2 separate regions of the Mus musculus genome follow, and region 2 is linked to region 1. Evidence: chromatin contacts called from public capture Hi-C data. All regions are on one chromosome and are shown on one strand. The core of a region is the stretch at or near the end of the contact, and the rest is flanking DNA. Distances in the headings are between cores, read along the strand shown.

What was found. Capture Hi-C pulls out chosen DNA fragments and counts their contacts.
Region 2: a contact with region 1 is called in a capture Hi-C map of embryonic stem cells, with 3 times the contacts expected there. The contact joins the promoter of Abcc9 here to the promoter of Iapp in region 1. A contact is called at or near these places in 2 of 39 promoter capture datasets (embryonic stem cells and stem cell-derived epiblast-like cells) and 1 of 9 other capture datasets (embryonic stem cells).

What each region holds. Positions count from the first base shown.
Region 1 is chr6:142,295,779-142,300,663 of GRCm38.p6, forward strand. It overlaps Iapp (islet amyloid polypeptide), which reads left to right and starts at 2,647. Exons shown (of 3, transcript NM_010491.2): 1 at 2,647-2,732; 2 at 3,059-3,153. The coding sequence starts at 3,071. All of the region lies in intron 1 of Slco1a5 (solute carrier organic anion transporter family, member 1a5), which reads right to left.
Region 2 is chr6:142,698,716-142,704,168 of GRCm38.p6, forward strand. It overlaps Abcc9 (ATP-binding cassette, sub-family C (CFTR/MRP), member 9), which reads right to left and starts at 3,559. Exons shown (of 40, transcript NM_011511.2): 1 at 3,449-3,559; 2 at 3,102-3,188.

The sequences.
Region 1 (4,885 bases), core at 1,397-3,896:
ATTAAGATTTTGCCCCTATATTCAGGACAACCTCCCTACTCCATGTTCATATAAACCTAAAGATACAGTTTATTTCTGGGATGTTCATGGGGGAGAGTCCCACAGTTCCCCAAGCTCTAGCCAGTAGAGAGATTTAGCTTTGGGCTGCTGGGCTGCACTGGCTTCACAGGTTGGCTGACTCTAGCTGAAATGGTCACTCGAGCATCCCTGACTACATGCTATCCTAGGCTGAAATGCCCTTAGGATGATTTCATTGTCACTCTCTCCATTAGTATCTGCTGAAGCCTCTACACCAGCTAGACCTGAGGGTTTATCCAGTGGGAACTTAATCCACCTCACCTCTAAGTCACCTCTCCAACCCTTATTCAGTTCAGTGTCTGAAACAAAAGAGATGCTGGGGGGCTGAGGCTATCACTCAGTGGTGGAGGGAGCCTAGTGTTCAGGGAACCTTCGGTTCAATCCCATCTTGGGAAGGCTCAAGTTTATATACTTAAAATGCAGGTTTTCCACTCTGATGATAAATATAGCCCAAAATACATCAGATGAAAATTCATAGGCCAAGAATAAAGAAAAGATCAAAAGGGTTTCTACAGAGTTTTATAAAATTCACACAGTATAATCAGGAACTACTTCTCTCTATAAGGACACCACTTTTCTTTTTAGACATACCAGTGGTTAAGCTGGTATGGCTAGTTAAGTGGTTATAGCTGACATATAATGTCTTCAAGAGTAAAAATAAAAAGTATATGCTACCTATCATACATAAGGATACACTTTTAGGCAAGTGAACTTAAACTAAAACCCAGGAGTGGCATTTGCAATACAAGCACTTTGGAGATGAGGCAAGATTAAGAGTTCAAGGTCATCCTCGACTATGGAGTTGAATACCAGACTGGGCAACATGAGGCTGCATGTCAGAACAATATGGAATCTCTTAAATGGAATAAGGATATGATTAGAAACAGAAGACCATGAATTTTCCTGTGCTCTTTCTCTTAGAAAGCTGTTGTAGGACAAACTCCATTTAAATAAGGTATCAGGGGCTGAGGAGACAACTCAGTCAGTAAAGAGCTTGAGTCACACAAGAACCTGCCTTTAGGACCTCTATAAACTGTAGGGAGTGATGGTATGTCCATCATATCCCTGAACTAGAGAAGCTGAAAATCGACGCCCTTGCCAGCCATAGTAGCTTAACTGATGAGTTCCAGGTCAATGATAGCTTCTGTATCAGTGAAGACAACTTAGCCCTTCTAAGGCTGACTCCTGAGGTTGTCCTCAGGCCGCTACATAAAGGCACTCAAGAGACTGGAGGCCCCAGGGAGTTTGGAGGTCAGGTGGGGAGGGGGGCAACCACGTGGAGATGGGGGGGGCTGGGGAGGAGGTGTGGAATGTGGAGCAATGGGAGAGTGGTTAGGGGCAGGGAATGGAATATGGAGTGTAAAAAATAAATTAATTTTAAAAAAAACACTTAAACGTGAACACATACAGTCAACCAACTACTCAATGAACCAATCAATCAATAATGATTAAACGATATGTGCCTATGTAAAATGAGGTGTCTGTCTAATTCCTGATAAATAAATCTTTAGACAGAAAGATTTGGTGTTCTGCATATCTTTATGAATGACGTTTGCTTTCCTTTAAAGATGTACATTGTTTCTTTACCCGTAGAGATTCTCATACATGCATACAAATGTGCCTTGAACAAATTCAACCCCGTTCTTCCCTCCAGCTGCTCCCAGAATGCTCTGTACTTCACACACTCCCTCCAAATTCCCTGTAGATTTTTTTTTAAATCTGAGTCCAGTTATTTTTTCCTTTTATGTACTTTTTATAGTAATTGAATAATGCAGTTTATTGTATGGGTTTTTTATTGACTTGTTTAAATTAATTTACTTTTTACACTCTGTATTCCATTCCCCACCCCACTCCCCATCCACCCTCCGACTGCTCCACATCCCATACCTCCTCTCCACCCACCCCCTTCTCCATGTGGATGCCCCCAACCCTCAACCCACCTGACCTTTAAACTCCCTGGGGCCTCCAGGCTCTTGAGGGTTAGGTGCATCATTTCAGAAGGAACACATACCAGGAAGTTCTCTACTGTATGTGTGTTGGGGGCCCCATATCAGCTGGTGTGTGCTGTCTGTTTAGTAGTCCAGTGTTTGAGAGATGTCGGGGGTCCAGTTTATGTACTTTTTAAAAACAGTTCTTACTGTGGTATGATAAAATGTTTCTGAGTATCCATGACACTGAGAAAATGGATCATTTGCCCTTGGCTATGACTTCTCCATTTCCCTAGCATTCTCTTTGCATATAAATACACTTTATTGTTATTCCTAATTACTATCTTTTAAAAAGTCACTTCCTTACTGTCAGACTTAATTGTTCAAAAATTCACTTGTATCTCACAAAAAAAAAAATGAAACTCTAAACGCCTACGGCCCCTGATGCGCCATCACCCACACAAAGGCACTCAGTATGTGGTCTACTAATATTTACCTAAGTGTTAATGTGTTGATGGCCCACCTGCTCCATCTGCCAATGAAACCCTTTCATCTACAGGATGGACATTAATGACAGTCTCTCTGGTGACAGAGCTAAGCAAGTTGAAGGATATATAAGAGCCAGCTTGCTAATTGCCAAGTCGTGCATGCAGACTTGGGCTGTAGTTCCTGAAGCTTCAGGCTGTCAAAGCATTTTCTGATATTGCTGCCTCGGACCACTGAAAGGTAAAGGATACCCTGTGCTTGGGAAGATAATACTTAGTAAAAGAAAACAATCTTTGTGTTACCTGTAGGACGCACGCATTTCAGGAAAAAGAGTAAAAGAATAGTGTATGGTAATAGAAATTCTCAGGTTGTTTTACAAAGAAAATTGAACATTTGGTACTATTTCAAAGGTGTTGAGCATCAGTAAAAAAAAAAAAAAGGAAAAATAACAGAGATCTTTGTAAAATACATTTTAAACTTTCTTTGATGGTTCCAATTTACACTTGCATCAATCAGAACAGAAAGAGGTAGCTTGATTTCTGTGGGTTTTTTTTTTTTCTTTTCAGGGATCTTGAGAAATGATGTGCATCTCCAAACTGCCAGCTGTCCTCCTCATCCTCTCTGTGGCACTGAACCACTTGAGAGCTACACCTGTCAGAAGGTTGGTGACCTGAAGATTTCTACTTCTTTTGAAAAATGTGGGGAAATCAGAATTCTGCACTGCTATGTAAACCATTCCATTTCTAAGCAAATCCTGGCTATGAGAAGTACTTAAAGCTAAGTGGTTTCATAACCCTGTGTTCTTTAAGGACAAGGTCAGCAACTAAGGATTGATGTTTAATAGACAGGCATGCTTAGAGACGTCTGCCTGAACATGTTTTAGGACATACAGGGGCAAACCCAGGGTGGGGTGGTGGGGCAACTGAAACACGGACATCCACACTGAGTGACTGCAGTACTAAAAGAAACTGAAGGAATTCCATCAACAAAAATTTTAAAAAAATGTTTTTATATCAGTTGGAATTCTGGTGGATACTAACAGGTTCTTCTCCCTCTTCCAGAGGGTCTGTAAGTATATTTTACTTTAAAAAAATAGGAAGCAAATGAATGATTTTAAGAAGTTAAATTTCAAAATTAGTTTTAAAGTCATTCGAAAGTCATTCCATACTGTGACATTACAGAGTTATAAGAAGTTATTTTTACATCAGAAAATGACTTTTGAGCCCCTGTGGATATAAATTAGTGAAACCTGAAATGTTTGTAATGTGTAGACTATACATACTTATAATTTCTGAGGAAGGTTTGTTGGAAATTTCAAAGGTAAATAAAGAAAACTAAATGGTAGTTTGAAGAAATCTAAGGTAATTTAAGACAGCTGACAGAATAATAGTAATTACAACCTTCAAATGGAAGCCACTTAAAACTGTAATTTTCCATCTATTTAAAAGATTCCTGAGTCCAAATCTCTGAATCTCATTTAAATAAGGTAATGAGAATTTGTGCCTAAATCAATTTGCTCCATATATTCATAAAAGAACAAACTTAGGCACTCGTTGATAGCATGAAGAATTAATTTTCCTTTTGAAAAGGAATGTAATTTAAGTCTCTCATTAGAATTACCGTCATCATCTCTTTATTTTCCCTGGTGTATTTGTTCTTGGGTGAATGTCTGTGTCAATGTGCATGCATACATTTCTACATCATTTTTATGACTAATACCAGGAATTATCAGAAAATGGTTTTTGTCATTTCAAGAGTTACCTGGTTTCACTGGGTGTTCTCAGAACTAACTGTAATTTTCAATTGGCTTATTTTATGGTTAAAAATAACCGTAAAAGCAATATGAAATTTCTGATAAGCAGAACAATTGAATGATTATGGGAAATTCAATAGCATAACAAATGTGTCTGGTAGTAATTTGTATCATTCTTCTTGTACATACAGAGATTTGCTCAGTACCCCTAGCAGGTGTGTCTGTGGATGATCTTTTACTCCAAAATAGAATAATTTACAGCATTACTGTCTGACACCTTATTTTCTGTGTTTTCTTATAATCATTTATCTTGTACATGCTAACAAGATGTCTTTAATATGTCTCAACGCACATCTTTGCATCAGTGACTTTTTGGTGATGGGGATACACATATACATGCTCATGTGTATTTGGATCACTGGGAGCTCCCAGGAATGTCTGCATACCTCTAAATATGAATGTTAATGTAGGCAAGTCCTTAAGAAAAATGCCTAGAGTAGGGTTATCATTTCTTGCACTAGCTGGTTCACCCTTTCCCAGCATCCTAACAATTATTTTTGAAGAGTCTTTGGCATGCTCACATCACCTTTAGGTAGGAGCTTCCCTTGGGGAGCAATTTCATGTCTATAAAACAAGCTTA
Region 2 (5,453 bases), core at 2,309-4,808, 400 kb after region 1:
CCCATCTGGGTTACATGTTCAAACTCAGGTCATCAGGTCTTAGCAGCCACTGGCTCTACTTCCTGAGCCCTCCCACCAGACTTGATGTACAATGTACTTTCTTTGCATTATCTAAGCACCATGGTAAAGACTTTTCTATGGTACAGGCTTTACCACATTTATACATCTTTTCATCAGTTGATGCACATTTGAACCTTCTGGCTGTTATGAAAACACCACTAGAAATATTCCTAACTTCTGCAGAAGTTAGCTACCTGCTGAGTTGGAAACCAGAGTCCCAGTGAGAGAGCACAGACCCACTATGGCTTTGTTTTTTAGTAGATCTTTCTCTTGGGTATGCTGAAAAGACAGTAGAGCCTCAAAGCTATGCTCCATCAAAGAAAGACTCTAGGATCCCAACTTGCCTTTCATCCATCTAAAAGCCTTTGTGTGGAGTCTACTATTCAGTTGGCATCTGCTTCGTTCCCAGTAATATCAGAAGTCCTCAGAGCAAGCACATCACGGCAGTGATGCTTGGGGTATCTTACAGTACACTGCATTAAGCCTCAGGAAAACTCATTCATTTGTCAATCAGTAGACAACTTGGGATCCACACTCACAGGTCAGGTTTATAATCTGTGCTTTCCACTCTGTCCCTGCCCACCCACCTCCCTAGATAACTGATCTTAGCTATTCCTGTTAAAACAAATAGCAGTTTAAGAGTTTAACCTCACCAGACTTTCTTTTCCATATTTATGTTGGATTCTGGGTTAATTAAAAGTTAATATCACATCAACAAATAGTACCTTTCTTATTTTTCTTTTCGTTGATAATTAACTTAGTCATGGACATTATATTTTCCCTAAAAACAAGACAAATAATATGACACAGAGAACAGTACATAAATTGTTGGAAAAATCAAATTCCCCTCAAATGTTGTAGAAATCATTGCTTGAATATAATATAAGTAACTAGTTGGAAAGCTTGTATGGCTATAGCCCAAATGTTTGTATATAGTCTCTTACACAGATTATGTCTGATAAACCCATTTTTTATTAAGTCACTTATAGGCTCTCTAGTTGAGGTCTTTTTTTTATAAAATTATATTTTTAAAACAAATAGTTTAAAAAGATTTGACTATAGATTTGGTAAAACATTACCACTTCATAAAACTCATATGGGAGAAAGAATTGAATTTTTTTTAAATAATGACAAAATGGAAGCTATATGTTCATATATATACATTAGTAAATATTTTTGATAAAGATGGAAAACCAATCAAAAAATAACAGCCAGCAATGAGGCTTTTAAGACTAGTCCCTCATTTAGTGGAAATGACAAAATGAGACGTTAAGTCATTTACTTGCTTATTTGTCTGTCTGTCTGCACAGTGCAGCGCAGCGCAGGAGACCAAACCCAAGGCATCAAACATGCTGGGCCAATGCTCTGTCACTGAACGACATGTCCTGTCCCTAGCTCTATGATAGCATTCCACAAAAACATCTAGATTTTGTTCCCTCTGCTATGACCTCTGTGCCCTACCCTGCTTCCCACCCTCTCTGCTCCTTACACAGATGTCCATGTTTCCTTTTGACATCTCTTCTACTCACCCCTCTTGACCTTCAGATTCCTTTCTCTAAAGCCACTGTGCAGGAAGAAGGTTCTAATAGCCAGCTACATCAACAGCCAAAAGTAGGAAAAGAGGAAGTTTACTGCAGATACTATATTAGGTGTTGTGTCCATCAAAGATATTGAATCAAGATGGTGTGTGTGTGTGTGTGTGTGTGTGTGTGTGTGTGTGTGTGTGTGAACATCTGTGCATCTTGTTCTAGGATTTGAATCCAGATCCTCATGATGTCAGGCATTCACCCTACAAACCAAACTATACCCCAGCCTTCTAATAAATCCTTAAATTTCCAAACAGCGTCTGGTCTGTGGTTCCCTTCCAGAGCTCAGGCTGTTGTAAGCACTTGAGGAAGGCCATACACTGATGCTCTTGAGGGTCAGACTGTCACCTGCCATCCATTGCTGGTGCCCCTCCCCCTGTATCTGTTTAGGCTCAGTTTGTGCACGAAAGTGACAGCAACAAGGAGGAAAGGGACCATAGGGGAAAGCAGCCCATCTTCTCCCCACGAGCATAATCCCTCTGGAAGGCGGTCAAGTGCTTACAAGAGTCGTTGGGGATGGGGACTTGGAAGGAGCCAACTTCAAAACAGATCAAAAGTGAGACTTTGGCTGTGGGGTAGCCTGCAGGACAGAACACAGAGGGAAGAGGAGTCCTCTTGTTTCCTGCGGAGAATAGCAACAGCAGCGTGCTTGGCCCTGGCCCTGCACTGTGAGACGTTCCCCAGCCCCTGGTATGCATAAAACATGGTATCCGTTCAAAACTCTAGTAATGTATCTATCAACTCTTCTGATACTTCTACAGAGGAACAAAGGTTAACTGAAGTAATTCCAAAAACTGCTAAGATATTAAAAGATATCAGGAACTAAACGCTAGTTACTTTTGCCAGCCACTTAAGACTGAGTGAGAAGCAGCCACCTCCCTGCTCACCCGGCAGCGACTGTCAGTTGTGACCCCATTGACAGTGTCAGCCAAGCTCGGGCTCTGGACACATCTAAAGCAAACATGCACGGGATAGCTTTCCTTCTTGCATGTGGAACAACTCACCCCTGAGCTACTGAGCGCTTAGGCAAAGCATCCTGAATGAGAAGCTCACCTCTGAAAGGCACCTAAGGCAGCGACGACCCACCCACGACGTGCCCAGGATGTCCACCCTCCGCCAAAGCAAATGCTGCAATCGTTTCACTGAACTTGCTCAGTGGAGACCTCACAAAATGCGTAGATGTGTCTGGCTGTCTAACTAGCTGTCTGGCTGGTTCTATACAGATCCAAGTAGGAAATTTCCTAGCAAGAAAATGACCACGGACTTGATCCATTATCGAGTCTTAGTCCATGCGTTTACCCTCCAGGGGCTATGACGTTCTGTGACACAAGAAAGACAATGCTGGGGACCCCTGCGCAGATAAGATTGTTTTTAGACACTGTAACCAACGCGGAGCAAACAAGCAAACAATAAATAAATAAATAAATAAATAAATAAATAAATAAATAAATATACCTTGGCTTTGGCTCCAGGGCTTAGTCCCCCTACTGGTGCACTTGAGCTACCAACAGCCTGCCCACCGTCTGAAGATGTAAATTTCTCCTAAAGAGCAAAGAGTAACAAATTTAGTAGAGAAAAAGCTGCTGCGTGAATTGTAAAGGGGAATGGCTAACAAAGTCTCTCTCTATATATATATCAGTGACATCTTTCCCTGTTTCCAGCCGGTTTCGGCTCCAGCCGGCAGGATTGTGTAAGTCAAACTTTGGAAACCTGATCCCACCTTCTCGCCAGCAAGTCCCCTGAATCCTAGAAATAGCGAATGCCTTTACTGACGGAATACTAGATCAAAATCAACAGCTTACAGCCAGTGACTCCTCAGAGTGGTTGGGGATCTCTCTGTAGCAAGCCGAGGAGCTCACGCACTCCATGGGACGACAAGTTTTCCTCCCGGGTCAGCAGCCGGCGAGTGGATTATTTTTAGGGTGGTGGGAGGCCAGCTGCTGCCTCCTATCGCGTTTCTCCTCCGCTGCGCTGCGCTGTGGCCTGGGGCGGACACTGCCGCGCCCTGGCAGGAAACTGCAGGCACCCCAGACGCCTGAGGCGGGGACCCTCCCCATCCAGGACCCTCTTCACCCCCACCCTCCTTGCCCGGATCATCCCTACCTGGGACCCTCCATCACTCCGGCCATTCCCATTCAGGACCACCCTCCCCCAGACCCTCCACACCACTCCCCACTCCTCCGGAGCTGCTCCTACGGGTGAGCGCAGTGAAGATGTGCCAAACTCACGCCATATGTGGATCCCCCAAGACTCCACCAGAAAGCGGAACTTGCAAAAACCGACCCCCAGACCCTCAAAGAGGAGGCTTATCAGATATGAAAACATGGAAAGTATCAGCTCTGCAGGCAGCCTTAGCTTTAGCCACCAAAAAATGATTTAAAAGTGCCATCCATTCGCCCAGCTTCGCCCCCAGCAGGACTGAGAACTGAATAGTTCATTCTAGGCAAAACAAACTGCCACCAGGCATGCTTGTCTCACTTGGATGGGCAGGCACAGGGCAGAATCTTTCAGTGACCCGGGGAATTTGCCTGCTGGTCCAGACTAATGGACCAATGGCACTTGTCTGAGCACTCCAAAATTTGAGTTTGATTTCAAGTTTCAGCATCAACAGTATTTTTTATTTGTTCATTTGTTTCATCGCTTTCACAAACAGATATAATTAACTCTTAAAATAACAAAACTTGCTTAAAACAATATCTATTGAAGGCAGACTGTGGTTGGTGTTCTTCTGAAATGCCATCATTTGGGGGAAAGATGCAGGGAGTTCAAAGCAAGAAGCAGACACATAGCAGGTTAGAAGCCAGCTACACACACACACACACACACACACACACACACACACACACACACACACACACACACACACCCGCTTTTGATATAGATATGCATGTATATGTGACACTCCACAATAACTTTTCCTCTGGTGGTAAGGGGTGAATTTTAAATTAAAAAAAAATTTTTTTTGAGGGGGTGAAGGTTAGACACCCTGGCTTGGACTCAAACTCGCAGTAATCCTCCTGGCTCAGCTTCTAGATTGTTACGATTACAGATATGAGCCATGATCACACTGGGTAATTTTTGGCCTCAGTAACTCTTGAATAAACTCTCGAGATTCCCAAGGGCCAGTTTTGAGTCCTTTGCAGTAATCAGTGTTCGTAGCAACCGTCCTGATCAGATAAAGGCTCGTCAGCCTGGCGGGCTGGTGCCTTCGAGGTTCCTCATGCTGTCCCTAAAGTTGAACTCAGCACCCCATGGCCTCCTGGCCTCCAGAAGTTGCTGCTCAGAAGCTGACCCCAGCACAGCATGCCCCAGAGGAGATGAGAATGGAGTCACTTTCTGGGAAGGTCCTTGCAGCCTTGGCCAGCTTCCAGAGCCAGAATGTACCACTTCCAGGGGCCTCCAAGGCCAGAAAGAGCTGGCACCTACGATGATCCTGGACTGATCTTACGGCCTCGGAATGGCATGTAACTGCACCCTATAGCAAGCTTTTGGGGCCAGGAAAAGAGAGTGTGGTTCGAGAACAGGGAAACTCAGAATTGTGTCCAGAATGTGGAAACACCAAGTCGGGCAGAGAATTGGGAACTAGGAGACAGATAATGCCAAATATACAGTTTGAATAGAAATACTCAAAAGGAAATTGCACTTAGAATTTTAAAAAATATACTACTATTAATGAGCCTGGACTCACAGCTCGGTGACTAAGAGTGCTTGCTGCTCTTGTAGAACCTATGTAGGGGTTCACAAGTGTCTGTAACTCCATTTCCAGGAGATCTGATACCCGTTTTTGACCTCTGAAGGTACCAGGTG